Regions from separate parts of the Takifugu rubripes genome. Here region 1 is linked to region 2. A link is a contact called in public Hi-C data. All regions are on one chromosome and are shown on one strand. Each heading gives the region's core, a stretch centred on a gene start, on an enhancer-like site or on the middle of the called end of the contact. The rest is flanking DNA. Distances are from core to core; before and after follow the strand shown.

Evidence for each region. Hi-C and Micro-C count contacts between places; a contact is called where the count stands out from the background.
Region 1: a contact with region 2 is called in a Hi-C map of muscle, with 2.8 times the contacts expected there. The contact joins the promoter of mdfic2 here to the promoter of LOC101070547 in region 2. A contact is called at or near these places in 2 of 2 Hi-C or Micro-C datasets (muscle and an unstated tissue).

Annotation. Positions count from the first base shown.
Region 1 is chr19:17,800,844-17,805,893 of fTakRub1.2, reverse strand. mdfic2 (MyoD family inhibitor domain containing 2) reads right to left here and starts at 2,922. Exons shown (of 4, transcript XM_029827521.1): 1 at 2,707-2,922; 2 at 1,906-2,139; 3 at 523-714. The coding sequence starts at 2,014.
Region 2 is chr19:17,640,438-17,645,122 of fTakRub1.2, reverse strand. LOC101070547 (eukaryotic translation initiation factor 4E type 3-like) reads right to left here and starts at 3,362. Exons shown (of 7, transcript XM_003973759.3): 1 at 3,035-3,362; 2 at 2,322-2,394; 3 at 1,957-2,051; 4 at 1,782-1,842; 5 at 1,633-1,699; 6 at 1,401-1,556; 7 at 239-1,219. The coding sequence starts at 3,222. The coding sequence ends at 1,173. trnaf-gaa (transfer RNA phenylalanine (anticodon GAA)) reads right to left here and starts at 3,801; the gene lies at 3,729-3,801. LOC105417881 (a long non-coding RNA gene) reads left to right here and starts at 3,232. Exons shown (of 2, transcript XR_965353.2): 1 at 3,232-3,368; 2 at 3,438-3,630.

The DNA of each region.
Region 1 (5,050 bases), core at 1,673-4,172, 160 kb before region 2:
TCTTTGAGACGGGACTGATGAGCACCGGCCATGTGTGGAGGTTTAATTGTTTATACTGCTGCCTATTGGAGTCACCACCAACAGTGGCGTAAATGGGGAAACTGGGATTCCATAAACTGGCATTAGTCACCTGAGGCTCAGGTGATGACAGTGGTGGAGGCTTGATGGGTACGCAGGTGAATCACTCATATTTTGTTCATGAAACCATTGAAATTACATATATTTCAAATTGCATCTTTAAATTAATTAGCGTTGCTTAATTACCCATTTATATACAGTCATGGGGGTTAATGATGTCTGCTGCAGTTGCTACGGTCTTCTGGGGGGGGCATCATTTGCATTAGTCTCCATTTTTTCCACTTACTCCGTAATTCATATTTCCATAATTGATCACTTGAACTGCGTCCTAATTTCACGTGTAGAAAAAAAAAGCAACGATTTAAAGTTACTTTTAATCAGATTTACTGAAGAATCGGTGTCGTTTCCTGCGTGAACGTGTTTCATCGGCCAGGTGTCACTCACCATCCTTGTTGGTCGGCCCGGAAGACAGAGAGTCCGTGGAGGACGAGCTCGCTCGGAACGTTTTCAGGGAGAACAGAGGGGAAGAAGAGCTTCCACAGGTGTTTGGCTGCTGAGCACCTCTGTCTCCAGCGGTCCCCGCACACCCATGTTCCGAGGGGCCTTCAGGGCCCCTGCCCTCACACTGCAACCGTTCTGGCTCAAAAAGAGGGCGTTCAACACGTTAGCAACAAAAGCAGCACCTTCCCTCTGTCAGCTGTTTGTTTTCCCAAAAATGTGAAACTGCATGAATGAAAAGTCCGACTCCTCATAAACGGGAAGATACGCCGGGAAAACGAGACAAACGATTTGGCGTGGAGGCTGCGGGACGCTCGGCGTCCAGGAGCAGACGGCTGTGTTGGTGTCTGATTTAAATAGATATTAATGAGTTGTTGCACTGACTGCACACTGTTTACTTTTTCATCACCTTTTCCAAATGAATTATTCAGATTTCCTTTCGCCGTTTTATTTATTTAATGTCTAATGATTAATTCACGCTCGGGAAACAATTTTTGAAAGCCGGATAAACTATCAGTTGTCTTCCCGACGCTGAAAAGCAAACGGACGCAGCTCCGCTCGCCATAATCCAACAGTGGTGAACTGTTGTCAGGCGGAACACGCTCAGGTGGGCCGGCCGGCGGGGTTCAGGGATTGGAGCCGAAGTGAAGAACCTGAGGGCGGCTAATTGATGCAGATCAGTTCAAAACAAACATCCCGGTTAGTGTCATCCGGGTGCATGTTTGGGAGGCAGCCGGTACCCTCCAGAGCTATCTGGGAGTAAAGCTGGTCGGTGCCCATGACCATTAGTTGATAGAGAAGTAAGGCCTGCAGGCATGCCATGCATTTTTCAGGTTTTGTTCCAGTGCTTCACCCAGACATATTCTCTCATTAGGCTGCACAGCTACTCACATCAGTAGGTCTGATGCAATTTAAAATTCATGTTTTAAATCAAATTCGCGGCACATCAAAACCCACGGAGGAGGAAAGCTGCAGATTTTTCAAGCTCAACCAAGAAACAATTGATGAGAAACACATGTGAGTGCTGCAGAAGTTGTCCAACTTTAAAAAAAATAAATAAAAAAAAGCCCAGTAGTGCAGTTACCAGGAAGGAATTGCAGAGATTTACAGGAAACAGTGACTCAGTGGTGACTTTCAGACCTGAGTCACATTAACTTACCTCCTCTCACCCGTGCTGAGCTCTCCTCAGCAGTGTTTACGCTCCCTTTGTCTCTCTCCTCCGCTCTCAGAGTCATTTCATCTGCCATCTGGTCCATTGCATCACAAATGAAAAATGCTCTCCGGGTGACAAACCTGTTTACATCAAACCAAAAAGATGTGTGTGTTCACCACAGAGGCCGGCTGGAGTCGGCGTCCGACGCTGGGGTTCTGCGGCGGGGCTCGGCTGGGAGCAGCCTCTCGCCCTGGCTGCTGTTTGTCTCGGCAAAGCTGAGAGCATCCAGGACGAATTATCCTTTACATTTCACAGAGTCCATTTGGCCGGCTGCCGGCTGCACTGAAGCCTCTCCAATGTTCCAATGACGCCGGCAAAAAAATAAAAAAAAAAACACCGAAGATCCGCTGCTATTAAAACATCAGCGGGACAAAGTCAGCAACATTTTATTAGTTGGACTTACTTTCCTTTATGAAGTGCTAATGAAGCCAGGAAAGTGCAGGGCATTACACACTAAAAGGAAAAATCACATTAACACTGCATCTACCTATATAAATGTATTATGAAGCAACGCAGACAAAAGGCATTATCATCCGCATTAATGCTGATTTTGCTGACTGCACGGGCTGCTGACGACATTCCCTCCTGCCACGTCTGACTGTGATGCCACTCAACACGTGCATGAAGTTTGTTTGTTGGGAGAGAAGCAGGCAGCTAAACAGCAGCGCTGAGCTGCGTTCTGATTCTGCCCAACACAGGCCGACCAATTTACTCTAATTAGGCTCAACGCTAGAGTTGCATTTTAATAGATGTCGTGCTGTGTTTGCATATGTTTAGAGAACAAGAGCTATGCTAATTGAAAAATTAAGATGTGAGTATTTGTCTGCTCAGCTCTCTGCAGCTCTCGCTGTAAATGTGCCTCCTGAAGAGGACGGCCAGAGGTGCTTTCCTCACCCTCCTCGCAGATCTGAACTCACCATGTTGCCCTCGTTGTTTCCCACACTGCAGATTGTGTCTAATTGCTGATCGTTGGCCAGGACCCGTCACAGATCTTAAAGCTTTTCCAACAGCAGCGACAGGCTGAGATCTCGTCCAGGGAAGATCGGCAGGATTCCCGCTCCTCCTGAGCAGGCAGGAGGCTAAAATATGGAAGAAACAAACAGCTGGACTCAACCTAAAGCCTCCAACAGCTGAGAAAGTTCTTTAACTCTGATGAAATCAGTGAGTTTTGATTGCGAAACCAGCTGATTCATCGGTAACAGTCGGACTCCTTCTGTCCGTTTCCTGTTATCTCATCAGGTATTTTAATCAACATATTTATTTGTTTTATTGGAGCGTCTGAGGTTGTTGAACATGCTGGGGCAGACACCCCCCCCCCCCTTTGCCCTTAATGAGTTCCACAGAGAATAAATGTCATCGTTAGCTCTGGTGATGAGAAAAGTCTCCCTCGTCACCTTGAGGCCAGCGAACACAAAGGAAAATGGCGTTTGATGTCGTATTCACTTTTTTCCCCATACATCGTTAAACCTCGTGGAGGTTTTTTTTTTTTTTAACAATCAAAAAGTCAGTTTGCTCATAGAGCTTCAAAACTTGTGCTTCTTTAATTTGGAATGATCATTTACGCTTTACAGTTGTTGATTTGGAGATTTCTTTTTTTGCTGTGTGTCAGTTGACGTCATCGTGTTGGTTCTGATTCGGTTGCTTAGATGAAAGATTCTTTGTTTCCTATAAATTCACTTTGAAGTAATACTAAAGCGGGAATGTAATTCAAAAACATCTCTTTCTGGTGGGCTGATAACTCACTGGAGGATTAGAATCTTTATTTTGGACCACAGAATTTACGGAGGAGCACTTTGTTCTGATCCATTTAAAGCTGCACCTTAATGCAGCGCTCACCTTATGTGCTCTGGGGAACGTTTCTGCTCCATCCATTAAGAACACAATAATTCATTTCCAAGATCATTCGGCCCTAATTGAACACGTCTGTTATATTAATTTTCCGACACCTTTAAGGACACCTGCTTACCTTTATGGCAGCCCAGCGAGGATGGGGGGGGGGGGGGGGGTCTCCTGCTGCTTTCACAAAAGGAAGAATCCACCGTTTCCAAATTAAAACGGCAGATAAATGACCTTACACAGCAAAGGAAACCAGAGAGGGACGGGGTGGGGTAAATTGGCGTCTATGACTTAAACCAACTGGGGATTCTCTCCACAGTGGAGGAAGTGAGTTTCCTGAGGCTACAGCCCCACCTGGGACCCCCACGTGATCCACAGGGTATTTCCAAAACGCCTTGAAGTTATTCAACCCACTAAAAGGCTAAATAGAATTTTTTTTCTATTAACATTTAGGGTGTATTGTTCTGATTTTATGCTTCTTTACTGGTTTGAGGCCATCGTTTTCATTTTACTTTGTCAATAGAGCTGAAGGGTCCATTCTTGGCTCCCTGTGTCTGTGTTATGCTTAAAAGGATCCATAAGCAGCATAAAAGCCTCTGTCTTATTTTACTCCATTCCATGAAAGGAATGTCTAGAATTTTAGAACTGATCCCCATTGCACTTTCAACACACGTGGAGAATAAATTCAATTATCTATGTGACGTGAACGATTGAACATTTACATTTGCAAAGGATAAATGTTGCAGAATGCCGCGGATACACGCGCTCACGCCCAGGGAGCGTAGAACACACAAACACTGTAGCGTGCAGATGAAAAAACGCTTGTTTCAGGAACAAACCGACTGCCGGCGTCAGTGGAGCGAAGAGCTGCTCCCGGCAGACGTGATGAGGAATAAGCATTATTACAGACCAATTTGCTCCTTCAGATAATCAATGCTGGCACAGACTTAAGTCCTGCTCCACGGGCTAAATGCCTGAATTGATCATTGACGCTTTCTCACCAATAAGCAGTTTAGAATGAGTGATCGGGTGGGGCTAAGAGCGGCCCGGGCGTCGGCTATTAGTGTAATGATGATATGACATCAGACGCTTTCTCTAAAGCATTGTCTTGTTGTTATTGGGCAAGACAGATTATGATTGGGTTTTAGTCAGTGCACATTATGGGATGCTCCTTAAGTAGCATTCATAAAGCAAAGCTCCGTGCTGTGTCACCGTGGTAATAAGGTTAGTGATTCATATATACTTTAGGAGTCAAGAGGAGCACTCTGTAGGACCTGTATTTTCCTGTATTTGTCCTTGCTGTTAAAGATCATGCGTCTTGTTCCTCTTTTGTTCCTCCGCACATCAGACCGAAGGCTGCGTCTGCTTGATATGCCAACTCTGTTTTCACACATTGCCACTTTATCTTTCTAATTACTGTCATTA
Region 2 (4,685 bases), core at 2,113-4,612:
AATAGGATGAAACCTGATTTCTCTGATGACGCTTCATCAGCTCCTTTAAAATTCGACATGAGTAACGGTGAAACGCTGCCACCTGGTGTCCACGGGGTGGTACTGCATCGACGCGGCATTTTGAGTCAAATCCAGAAACTTTGAAAGTGTCCGGGATTATCCTTGAACTAATAACTGGCACCTGTTGGTAATATATGAGCCATATCAGAGTGCCAAAGGTACATAAAAGGACAGAAACTGATGACAATCATAGATCTTTTGTTTATTTTGTTCACGTCACTGCAAAATTCATGTTTAAAAAGGTAATATAGTCCACTTCTGACCATAATCGTCCAGTCCACAGTTGGCCTATGAGAGTGATAATGCTCGAGGAGTTCACTGACCGAGAGAACGTGGAAAATGAGCTGATAAAAAAATAAATTCTCAGATTCTCTACAAACTTTGGTGATTTTATCAGTACAGACAGTAGTCAGTAACTATCCAACAGGAAGTACTGCTTCTACAAATGGTGCAGAATGTGGACGAAAAGTCCAAACGCTCCATTCTCCCAATGAAATAATGCTGCGGTTTAAAGAACACGTCGGTTTGAGGGGGAAATAAGAAGAGAAGCACTTCCAGGGGCCTCTGGCTGAGCACAAACCTGCAGGGTCAACACCAGTCGGGGGGGCAGCAAGGGCGAGGAGGGAAACCTGGACAACGTCTTTTAAATAAAGCTGCGTTTTTACAGCCAGTGGAGGGAGGCCGTCGCTGGAATATATTAAAATATGCAATATTTCCAAGAGTTTCCCTGGTTTTAGGTTTGACGCTCAGTGATGAAGCAGAAACTTTCTCTTCGCCCGATTTAAATAGAAGCAGAAAAAAAAAAAAGGCTTTGGCACAAAGCTGACTTTTCTCTAACAAACCTATTCTGCTTGACGTAGCTGCTACAAATCAGCCGTGCGGTCCAGAGAGCAGAGAACCGGGGCGGGTCAGTGCAGGAGGAGGTCAGAACCTCCCTGGGAGACTCGTGCTGGACCTACATTCTATCAACCGGACTCACATCGACGGAAACAAGGCATCTGTTCTTCAAAGTTATAAAAATATATGGATAACGTTTCCTTGCTTGAGCTTAAAAGATCCACGAGAAGGTGGCGGCGGGGGCAGAGGTCAACCCGGGGACAGCTGTTCACGGGCTAATGTCTCGAGCGTCCTCCTTCAAAGGCGTGATGGTCCATGTGGGCTGGGGGGGAAAAAGAGGCACTTTAAGCCGGAGACCTCAGGAATTAATGTGGAACAAGTAGGAACAAGACCCAGATCCAAGCAGGTATGAAGACACTTAGTTCTGTCACTCAACAGATCAACGTTCAAGGCCGATTTCCCGAGGGAATTCCGAAGGGGAAGAGAGACGCCGTCACACTTACGCTTATAAAAGACCGCTCGGAAAGATACGAAGGGGAGCAGCTCGTGGACCTTCCCCAGGACGTCGGCCTCGCTGGCCACAGACGCGTCTCTGTTCCAGATCTGAACCACATCCTCCCGGTCACGCACGCTGACGCTGACGCCCACGACCTCATCGTCTGGGGGGGCGGAGCCAGGGGAGACGGTCAACACACGCGCACACACACACGCGGGCGCAGCTGTGGCGTGGCTCACCTGAGGCGCAGTAATCAGCAAACTGCTCGCCGATGGTCGCCAGCAGGAGCTCCTTCCACACGTCTGACTGACAGAAGGACAGACAGCGATTAGAGGTCGGCGGTCTGGAGCCGCCGCCGCCGCGTCGTGAAGCAGGAAACGCCACCTACTGTGCCGTCTTTGGGGACTTTCATCTTCCACACGCCTCCTCTGGCGTTGCCGTCTTCCTCCCTGTTGGGGCAGAAGAGTCAGAGGCAGCGGGCGGGGCGCTCTCCTCGGTCCGGTCCGAACGCGCCGTTAAAGTGTGGCGATGGACGCGATACTCACGGGCCCGGTGGCACTTACCAGAGAGGCCGGCGCTCCCCCCGCATCAGGTGGTAGCTGCATCTCAGGGGCAGAGCCGTGACCAGGGGGATGTTGTTGTACACGCTCCAGAACATCTGCAAAGCAACAACCGGGCCCCATCTTAGTTCTGAGGCCTTCGGAGAGCTGCTGGGGCTCGAACGCGTACAAGATGGCAGAGCGCGGCGATAAAGAGCGGCGGCGAGGCCCGGCGGAGTCCTGAGGGTTCCGTCTAACACACTTATTCTGTTATTCTCCCTCGTCCGGGCTGCTCTTTATTTGGGCCGCCGGGACTTCCTGCCAGCTCCTCCACTCGATCTCTCTGCTCTTAAGATGATGAAGCTTTTTAAGATGGAAGCAAACCCAACCTGAACGCTCTGCACGGTGTAGATCTTCTTCAGATTGGACTCGCATTGCGCTGCCGTCGTGCCCGGCAACGACCTGGAAGGACAAGAGATCCGGTTGAGGTCGGCGCCATCGTGGGTCAGATTCAACCATCTGCGGCCTAAACCAGGAAACAGACGTGCAAACGGAACATTTCCCAACAAGGACTCCAATCTGCGGGTAATCCCGAGCGGACACTGTGATTAAAAAGGCTCCGGGGCCTCCTGAGAAGAACCGGACCCTCGGGTCAGGAGTCGGGGGGGGGCGGTGACGTCGCGGGTGACGTCAGCCGCCGCGCAAACGTCATCCACGGGTTTTGGAACCGCGGCTCCAGAACACAACTAATAAAGGGAACGTGCAGACGTGGTGTGGACTAACGGGGCGCCGCAAAGATTCCGTGCGGCGGAACACAAGTCCGAGCTCGTAAACTGGCCCGGAGAACTTTCCAAAGCCTGGAAGAGACCCGGGTTCCAGCCCCGTGGATCCCTGCTGGGGGGTCCTCCACGGTCACAGATCTGCTCAGATCTGCTCAGATCAACATCAACGCTGAGATCGAACCATAAAACCCGTGTTTACGGGAGACGGTCACGCACTCTCACGCACAGCGTTTTAAGGCCTGTGCGGACGGCGGCCGCTTCTGTTGGGTTCTTAAACTGTCCCGCGTCCGCGGAGGTTCGACGGGAATTAGAGACGTTACCTGTCCAGCCAGAAGGTCCAGGGCGAGTGCAGAGGCAGCGTCTGGCTCGCTCCGTCGTCTCGGTGCTTCTTTGTGATGTTTTCCAACTCCTGCTCGTCGATGTCAATGTCGTGTTGCGAGGAACCCGCCGGTCCGCTCAGGGCGCCCCTGTCCATCTGGGGGTCCGCCTGGCCCAAAGGAACCGCCATTTCGGGAGACCGGGCTCTGGTTTCTGCGACTCTTGTGTGAATGTCCTGGATAAAAACAGCCGGTTTTGCTTTATCGCTTCATACGGAATCACCGCCGCGTTTCCGCCTCCCGACTGGTGACGTCAGCGCGTCGGAGGCGCAGGCAGGTACGTCGCGGTCGGTACTTCTCAGAGAGATGATCGAAACGAAGACGTCTCACTCCTGCAGTTTCTTAGGCACCACAATCTGACGGACTCAGTAACCGGAAATGGTTTCCCAGTCTTCCGAGTGCGTCCAACTGTCATCAGATGTCGACTGTAATGCTGTTTTCACGCCCATACTTTTGATGTATCCACTGTGTATATGTGAATAAGCAGCATATAAACACAAACATGGCCAAAATTCTTGTATAAAGAACTACAATTTTGACTCACAGCTGTCTGGTTATTCTAATGAAGTAATTGGAGTGTTTTATTTTATTGAATAGGCCTATCTTTACTGGAGTGGGATGTTAGAAAACCTAACAATGCTGGAACCCGGGATTGAACCAGGGACCTTTAGATCTTCAGTCTAACGCTCTCCCAACTGAGCTATTCCAGCTTGTTAGGCACAAATCATGTGACACAACAGACTGGACATCAGACTAGATATAATAATTCACGTAGGAAATGCTTCACATTCTGCTGGAGTAACTACACACCATAGTGGCGGAACACTGTGTCTCAGCGATGGGATTTGGAGGCATTTCTGTAGTGATGCATCGTCTCATCAAACTATCTTCACCATCTTCGACATGAACGCGCCATGAAAGCGTCGCGGTCCAGTTTAGAGAGCATCACTGGGCAGATCTCTCCGGTTTGACCTTTAACTGGGAAGAGCGCCCAGTCAGCGAAGGATAGTGGTGGTTTTTACTAGTTCAGTTCAGCCTGTAGGTGTTGTTCTTAGCGGCAGGTCCTTGAAGCACAAAACTATCAAAATCCTTTTCGCTTTTTACCACAAAGATGCCGCCTCGCAACCACATCAACCACACAACAGATAAAAGGTGGTATTTCCATTTGAAGAAGAACTAAAATATCTCGAAGGTCTGCCACAAATGCTAGATTTCTGTGTTAGATTCAGTTTTCGATTTGCAATATGAACATATGCGGCATCTTTTCTTACCAGTTCGATGAATTTGGGCCATGACTAAACTTCGAGATCAGCTGCACGATGGTTTTGTGAATCCTGCAGCATCAGAGCGTTTGTCCGGCTTCAGAGCCGCCTGCAGGGGGCGCTGGTGAACCGTCGCAGCGTCGGGGGGTCGGTCACGTGACGGAAACAGTAGCTTAAAGTACACGAAATCTGGAGAGATTCGGTGCAATGTCAATATTTGGGGAGCTTCCTCCCTCGGCATCACCATTTGCTCTGCAAAGCCATTATTTTTCTCCAGCCTCCATCTTTGGAGTGCTCAAGTCACTGCGCGTACACGCAAACACGCACGCGTA